Linked DNA regions of Rattus norvegicus: regions 1 and 2 are each linked to region 3. Evidence: chromatin contacts called from public Hi-C data. All regions are on one chromosome and are shown on one strand. Each heading gives the region's core, a stretch centred on a gene start, on an enhancer-like site or on the middle of the called end of the contact. The rest is flanking DNA. Distances are from core to core; before and after follow the strand shown. Region 1 holds the start of Cav1 (caveolin 1). Region 2 overlaps LOC103692063 (a long non-coding RNA gene). Region 3 has its middle 94 kb from the start of Tes.

Region 1 (2,700 bases), core at 147-2,646, 180 kb before region 3:
ACCCCTCGGTACCAGGCGGGGAGCGCCTGCCTCCCGCGCCGCCGCCAGGGGTCAGGGCGAAGCCCCATGCGCCCTCCTACTCCTCGCGACTCCCGACTGTAGCTCCCTAGGCCAGGGGTTGGGATTCGCTTTCCGCCTCCTCTGTATTCCTTCTCTCCACCAGGCCACCCGTGTCCCTCAACCTCACCTGCTCCTCTGTCCCTCTCTGAACCGTTAACCCCGTCCTACGATCCCTTCCAACATTATCAAGATCCCTCTGGACCCTGCTGACAGACTTAATGATCCTATCTTCTCTGTCCCTCAGTGCTTCTCCCTTGCACCTGCTGCAGCCCCTACCCTTTTTACCTCCCCACTCCACCCCGTGCTCCACGGTGTTCCTTAGGCCGTGGGGGTGAATAAGTGGGTCACAATCTAACACACTTCTTTAAACAGAGGCATGTACCAAGACCCCTCACCCCGCCCCCATGCCCCAGAACGAAATGTCACCTGAAGGACTCCCTCACCCACCCTTACTTAGATCACCCCCAGGCTGTCTACTCCAGGCTGAACCGTAGTCATATTGGGGAACCCAGGTCGCCACATTCAGTCCACCAGAGTACCAAGAAGTAGTTGACAATGGCGGTGGTACTCGTGAGGAAAGAGGCTCCCCCACCTCGGACCTCCTCCGGGCCTCTCAGGGGCAGAATTATTGAAGTTCTCGAGAACTTCGCTAAGTGCTATACACGCACGGCGCCGCCCATGCCAGCCACTTTAGGCTCCTGCGGGGGGCTGTCCTCAGGACTGCGGGCAAATGAATCTCCTTTACCCGAACACACACACACACACACACACACACACACACACACACACACACACACACACACACCCCACCAGCTCTAAGCCTCTTAGTAGGTAGGGGCTGGACCGCCGCAGGGGGGTCTCGCGAACAGTGTCATCTGGAAAACTTCTCTAAGTCTGGCAGACTCAGACTCATAAAACAGTACCCGGGGGTTCTTCTTTTCTCCGTTGGCTCCTTTGGTCCCCTCTCCAAAAGGAAGCCCTAAGGCATTCCTAGCTTTTCACCTCCCCACCCAGCCCATTCCTCCGCGGTACCAGCTCGAGTGCTGTGAAGGTGGAGAGAGGGCTGGGGCTAGGAAAGCAGCCCGAGCATTTGGAGTGCGAGATAGCAAAAGCAGGCACTTTGGAGCCGGCGCGCCCTCACCCAAGCCTACCTCGGAGTCTACGTATTTACCCCCAGACATGCTGGCGCGTGGCTGGCTGCAGGCTCTGAGGAGGTTTCCCTGGGCTGTGATTTAAGAGAACTGAGGAAGGAAGATCTTGTATTGTATAGAGGGGGAAAGGCGCTGGCGGGGGGCGGTGGCTGAGAGGGAGCCTCTTGGCTGTTGGCCAGGGGTTTGTTCTGCTCTCAGTTGGCTGGGACGTGCTCTGCGCCGGGTCTAGGCACATCCCCAAGGTTCTGGCAGCGGAGGGCGGGGAGCGCCCGCGGGGAGCTGAGAGCCTGTGAGAAAGCCTTCATCAGAGCTAGGCTGTCTGTTTGGGCAGATATTTTAGACCCGCGGCAACGTTTTCCCAGCTATAAACCAACAGAGAGGCATCCAGGGGAGAGCGCGTGTTTTCCCAGTGCATCATCTCAGCAGGGGTGGAGGGAGCACAAGAGTTTGCTGAGATGCCCAGTATGGGCATCCGGCTCCACGGAAAGAATTCTGCCCTATCCTAAGCCGCTTCCCTTCCCGCTTCGCCCACGTTCCATTACCCACTAGGACTGATCTCTCTTCTTGTTTCACAGAGAAAGATAGAGAAGAGATGGCTGGGAACCTGAGGGAACATTTTTTATATAAACACAGCGAAGGAATCTGTGTGGGCGCCTCTGCAATAAAGAAAATGAAGTTCCTACCAACAGGTTATACCGTAATCATAAAGCACTTTGAATGTTTTCAACTGCAGAAAATTTTACTTGGAGGTTCAAGCTTGTTACCAGAGAGGATTTTTCCCTCCTTGGCTTGAGATCAAACCCAGGGCTTTGTGCATTTTACCTAGAGATAAACACTCTGTCACTGAACTACATCCTCTGCCGCAGAGGATACTGGCCCAGGAATATGTGCTTGGCTGTGAGAGAATATGTTGTTGTTGTTGTTGTTGTCTGACAAAATTTTTTTATGTTAACAACTAAATATCAGTTTCAAAAGCTGACCAACCTCCTTTTGTTTTATTGTAAAGAGGAATAATATAAATCATGGTTGCGTTTTACTAATTAGAGACAGCAACTCAGCAGCTCACCACCCCCAATAAGGATGAAAGGGATGTTTTACCTAAGCGTTCCTATGCAAATACTTCCGTAGTACTCTGAATGGGACAGAGAGTACATTTTAAAATGGCCACCAAGAAGCAGGAGCATGGGGTCTTGAAGACAAAACCTGGGGCCTGAAAATAGATAAAAGAACTCATCATCTGGGTCCTGCTTAGAGGGAAAAGAGACAATCTATCCTTTGAATTAATTGCTAATTAATTAATTATCAATGTATGAGGAATTATAAATTATAAATATTATTTGTAAGTAATTTAATTATTGTTTTATTAGCATGTGATATTAGCGTAATGTTAGTGGGGTGCAGTGTGCTACTTCAACACTTGCGTATGTCATACTGATCAAATGAGGGTGGTTAGCAGTACAGTGTTAGAAATAAAAGGATGGATTTTAGT
Region 2 (2,700 bases), core at 164-2,663, 230 kb before region 3:
TGCCACTTGACTTCCACGTGGTCTCTTGCCGGTTCAGTTCAGTTCTGCAAAGGCTGTTGCCAGCGACACACTAAGTTGATCTCTGGTCAGCACTAAAGCGCTTCTCACTTTTTCAAACACTCGTTTCAAAAAAACAAAGAAAAAAAAACCCGAGAAAACCAAGCTTATGATTTTTAGAACGCGATGGAAATTATAAAATAGGATAGGGTACCATCTGGGCTTGTGTACTAGGAAAAGAGGGCTTGCTAGGGGTCTCCTAGGGGACTTTTCCAGGGCTCTTGTCCTTTAATCAGTCTGTAGGCATGCTTGCTGCTCCACCCCCACCTCTTTTTTCTAATATTTTTTTGGGGGGGGGAACTCTGCTATCCCCTTGAGTCTTATTGTTCCCATGTATTTTTTTAAAGATAGTGACTCAGAGCTTTGCTACAATGAGAAAAACGTTTGGCCTCACAGGGCCTTGCCAAGGCTAGAGACTGTGCCAAGGAGCAGAGTTGGTGCTCCCCCATGCTATACTAAGTGCGAGCCCAGTGGTACGCTTGCTTTGGGCTTGGGCATTTCTCTGTGAAGAGGCTTTTTATGCTGCACGGGCCTTCTCCTCTCTCTTTGCCCTTTGCCCTTTGCACTTTTCTGAGGAATCCTTCTCCTTTGGGTAGGGCCGATGAAGCATTCCTGAATTCCCGGAGGGCAACCGAAGCAATCTAAACTCTTCTGGAGAAGACCTGGGCCCCTTAAGAGACCGTGTTAGAGTGTCTTTCCACTTCCCAGATCTCAAACTAATTCGCTGTGGATCTGGATGGCAGCGGCTTAGCAGCTAAGTGCTGATCTCACAGGAAAAGGACGTTCAGTTCAATTGTGTGTAGACATAAGTTGGGCAGTCCAGCTTAGGGACTAAATCACGGCAATGTGCGTTTCCAGTGACACGAAAATCATGATGGCTTAAAGTCATTTGGACAAAGGATGGAAACAATACTATATTTAAATCAAGAGAAGACCGTCCAGCTGCTTTTAACATTTCTCACTTGCCTGAAGCTGGTGTGATTTGCCTTCCCAATGGTTTCCAAGAGACCTAATCTCCGACTGTTCTCATTATTTATCTTTCCACCATTACTCCAGAAGTGGACACAGATCCCCGTCCTAAAGGAGGACAGATGCCCCAACTGAGTAGGGAAAATGCTGGCTTAGCAGTGACTCATTGTGTGACCATGGAAAATTCTAGTTATAAAGCATGGAAAAGTTAGATTTTCCCTGGAGAAGCATCTCCTAACAGTGCCTCCCACTCATCTGCTCACCCTATATGTCCAGAACTGCCTCTGCAGGAAGGAAGGGAAGCAGGAACATCCTTGACTGTGGTGAGGAGAGGCAAGCTAGCTACAAACAGCTGGGGTAATCCACTTGGGCATTGCCCATATTGTGTTTGTCATGGGTGATTGTTCCATAATGTAAGGCCAGCTGCTGTAACAGAAAAACCCTGACATTTTTGTAGACCAGCTCAGTGGAAATTATTACTCATACAGGAGGCATTCTTGATGGGCGGAGATGGAGGATTATGGCGCAGGCCACTACCGTCTTCTGAGGGCCTGCACTAAGATAGACATTGCCATTTCAGCACCGAAGTTACATAGAGTCTCTTGATTTCTGTTTCTAGCCAAGAGGCAGAGGGCGAGTGGTAGGTCATAGATGAGGTGCTGTGGTTCACATCTAGAAGGAGAACCCATGGTTTCTGTTTAAGTACTAGTACTAGATCTGAGGAACATGGACAATGAAAGACATGCGGGCATAGGAAGCACTAGTGCGTGCCCAGGAGGAAAGCAGAACATCACAGAGGAACTAGTTGACTGGTTTCTGGCATGGTGGCCAAAGTGCATTTCCCAGATTGACAGGTATTAATAGTAGACCCATCATAGGTGCTGGTCGCTGAGGAGTGGATAGTCTGGAATTAACTTGGGAGAACCAAACAGTGATGTGAAGGTCAGAGCCAAAGTACCTAAATGGGTCTAACCAGGGAAGGCCATAATGGTTTCAGGAACAATAGGGTAAAAGCTCAGATAAAGTTTTATTCCTTGGCCGATCCAACCAAATGGAAGGAGTTGTAGTCTGGGAAAGATGTTCTGGATGTGATGTGTAAAGCACAATGCCATCTCATCTGAGAACAAGGAGTTCCTAGGCTGGGAGCTGAATAAGCTGGGTTCTTTCAAGTGAGCGAGATTGAGTAGTACAGCATTACGTACAGCACTTCCTTCCTTCATGAATCCAGGAAGCACAGAGCCATCTTGGAGGGTCCATCTCACTTTATTTTTCACTGGGAAACCTGGTAACCTGTGGACCATGAATCTGCTGTGAATCTGCTATAGTGTGGGTGATAAGCAAGTATATATAAAACTAGCAGGACTCCTTGGTAGCCTTGTGGAATCACCTGGTTCTTCTAATACCCCCCAATAGTGGGGCACTTCCTAGCTGAGAATGTAGGAGTGCATTTGGTTTGGCTATGTCAGTTCAGAGAGTAGAAATGGTCATGAGGGCCTGTGACCCACCAAGCTATGACCAGTTTGGCTGTATTCTTCATTGGGGTGTTAGTGCCCCGAGACTTTCATGCGGTATTGCCTGGCATGCTGTTGCATTTATGCCTCAAGTTACATTATTGTTTCAAATCCCATGTTTAGCATTCAAACATATGATGATTTTGATCTCAAATGTGCCATC
Region 3 (2,700 bases), core at 82-2,581:
TCATTTGCTCAAATCTTTCTCTGCAGTTTTTCCTCTTTCCTCCTTCCAAGATGTCCTCCCTGGTTCTCTCAGTAGATTCCATCATTGACTGTGTTGCTCTGTCCTGGAGTTTTCCCTTTGTGTCCTGCCTTCGCAACAGACAATGTAATTAGTGGAAAGAACAGTGGTTTTCTTGCTGGGCACAGATTGGCACGCATCTGTACTCTTAGCAAACAGAAGACCATGAGGAGAGGGTCTCAAGCAGTAAGAGACCTTGTCTCAGAACAATTATAGGACCATGTCTTTCTTACTAATGTAATGATACAAGGAAAGCATAGATTTTTATATAAGCGTGTCCACTGAATATACATTTTAATTATTTCAACACACATATACACATTGTATACACACAGATTACACTCATTTTCTATATAGTCATATATTTATGTAAACACATATGTTTTATACACATAAACATCAGTCTTTTTTATCGGCCTGTGTTCATGTCTGGCTTCAACCTTCTGAGATTTAGAAAACACTTGGAAAATCTTTTCTGAGCCCAGAACTTAACTGCTGTGCAGAATGCCATGCTGACCTCCATGCCAGCCTCCTGTTTTCTAGGACTTGACTGTCTATTGTAGAGCAGGAGACTTGCTAAGTTTGTTGGGATGATTGTGCCATATGCACATTCTTGCACAACTGTTGTGTTCTCTTTCTTGTTTCTCTGTGTCTCCTTTAGAATTTCCCTTTAAGAAAAGCAGGCCATATTCCTGGGCACATTTTAACACCACAATTAGTCATGGACGTGGTGATTCATCAGGCTGGCTTATAAAGCAAAGGCAGCCTTGCCCTTCCTAAGCATTGACTGTTGGCAACTCTTTTCCCTCCTCTGAATCAGACGTGTATTTGTTTGAGTAATCAAGAAAGAACTGTCTGTCTTGTGACCTTAGAGGTTGGTGAAAGGGAGCGACTGAGTGTTTTTGGCACAGGAAAGTTAGCAGGACAATGCAAATCTGTAAAGCAGTGAGCCTCTCTGCTTGGCTGCTTCCTCTGGGTAGACTTGAATGTCACACAAGCCTCTGATTGCCAGCAGGCTTTTTTCATCCTCGAAGAAAACTATTTTAATATAGGCAAAATGCATTTCAGATCTTATTTTAAAAGGTTTTCTCAAACGCTCTCTGTGCTCATTTGTTAAACGCTCTGTCTTCCATCAAGAGCAACAGGCCTTTACCAAATGAACGTTTTGAATCCTACTGTGATAATAGCGAGTGAGAGGAAGCTTAACAGCATGGGTACCACAGGGGAATAGCATACCCTATAACCCAGCTAAGGAATGAATGAATCAGACTGATGCAAATTAGGGGAGGCAATGGGATAGCATAGAGACGGTTGCTGATGCCATTTCAAAGACTGTGTGAAGGCTGACAACCAGGGAGTCCAAGGACTTTGAATGAGATGACAGCTCTGATGACAATAGAGCAAAGAGAATCTGCCAAAAGCAAAGGATTCACTTCACAATGGATTCTCTCCTATTTGTCAGTTAACCAATGGGTATATAAAAGGTATCATTTGAGGAAGGTTCAAATGTTGAATTTTAAGTATGTATTGCTAGATTAGTTACATGATAGTGTCTCTCTTATTTGTACATACACACAGAGAGACACAAATGCACGTGTGCCCACTTTTTATCATTAGTGCTATGTACAATGTCAGGAAAAGATCAAATAGAGATACAACCTAGAGATTCCTGTCACCACTTGGATTGATACCTTTTTAATTGGTGCCTTTCACTTTGAAATCTCTAGAACAAATCCACATTTTTCTCCCACCTAGGGGAGTCGGATTCACAGATGGGTGTGAATTGACAATATATCCCCATTTTCAAACCCTCTTGCTAAATGTAGCCTGGGGTCAGTTGTATGTGGCACTTAGGAAGATATCTTTCCAAAAGAAATTTACTGTGAGAGTAAAATCTCTCACAAACAAACAGGATAATATGCTGTGAAATGTGGCCAGTATTGAATACACACTATCAAATAGCCAATGAGTACTCTTACCATAGGGTGATATTGGATAACATACGTGGGTGAGCACTGATTTTGATTAAGTTCCTATACTAGACCAAGATGACCAGACTATACTGTAATATAGTTACTCCTAATATATAATCAAAGCAAAGTTGAAAGAGAACCAATTTTTAAAACAATCAAGCAACCTGAGGGCTTTCTAGCATCCAATGAGAAGATCCCAGCCAATCATAGTATAGAACACTGCCCTCTTTTCCAACTTCCAAAGGAAAGCATTTCCTTCAGCGTTTTCTGGGAAACAAAAAGCTTCTTTCCTCTGCTCTGCTCAGCTCACTGGAAGGATGGATGCTAATTTTTAAGTTACCCATAAGAGCAAAAGAGATTACACAACTAGACTTGAGAAATGAGAGATTAAGAGTTTTAAATAATTGAGTTCAGGAGTACTACTTGAATGGGTAGTTTATTTAAAATTCCTCAAGGAAAATAAAACACAAATGGCTAATATGCAGGGAATAGGAGTCAATGTTGTAAAGGAGACAAAAATCTTTCCATCTCCCAACAGGGAGGATTTCCTTTGCCCAGGCCTTCTACGCTTATAAAGAAAACTTGTCAATTCCAGCTCTGACCACCCTGCCTTCCTCCTCCTGGAGACTCTATTCAGGCATCTCTGTGTCTGTGGGAACTTCCTCGGGGG

Evidence for each region. A called contact is a pair of places that touch in the nucleus more often than the background predicts.
Region 1: a contact with region 3 is called in a Hi-C map of the A7r5 cell line, with 5 times the contacts expected there. The contact joins the promoter of Cav1 here to the enhancer-like site in region 3. A contact is called at or near these places in 4 of 12 Hi-C or Micro-C datasets (the A7r5 cell line, liver and mammary epithelial cells) and 1 of 1 datasets of contacts at active chromatin or transcription factors (oligodendrocytes).
Region 2: a Hi-C map of the A7r5 cell line shows a contact between it and region 3, with 2.7 times the contacts expected there. The contact joins two enhancer-like sites. A contact is called at or near these places in 5 of 12 Hi-C or Micro-C datasets (the A7r5 cell line, the Rat2 cell line, Schwann cells and 1 more).

The regions. Positions count from the first base shown.
Region 1 is chr4:46,605,234-46,607,933 of GRCr8, reverse strand. It overlaps Cav1 (caveolin 1), which reads right to left and starts at 1,396. Exons shown (of 3, transcript NM_031556.3): 1 at 1,212-1,396. The coding sequence starts at 1,241.
Region 2 is chr4:46,652,349-46,655,048 of GRCr8, reverse strand. The region is part of intron 2 of LOC103692063 (a long non-coding RNA gene); the gene reads left to right. Among named protein-coding and RNA genes, the nearest start is that of Cav1, 47 kb to the right of the region's middle. Within about 2 kb of position 1,413, at least 10 of the 93 cell types and tissues checked have an H3K27ac peak or open chromatin away from gene starts, as enhancers often do. A contact at or near this core is called in the A7r5 cell line, where this site is marked.
Region 3 is chr4:46,423,757-46,426,456 of GRCr8, reverse strand. No RefSeq gene overlaps it. Among named protein-coding and RNA genes, the nearest start is that of Tes, 94 kb to the right of the region's middle. Within about 2 kb of position 1,331, at least 26 of the 93 cell types and tissues checked have an H3K27ac peak or open chromatin away from gene starts, as enhancers often do. A contact at or near this core is called in the A7r5 cell line, where this site is marked.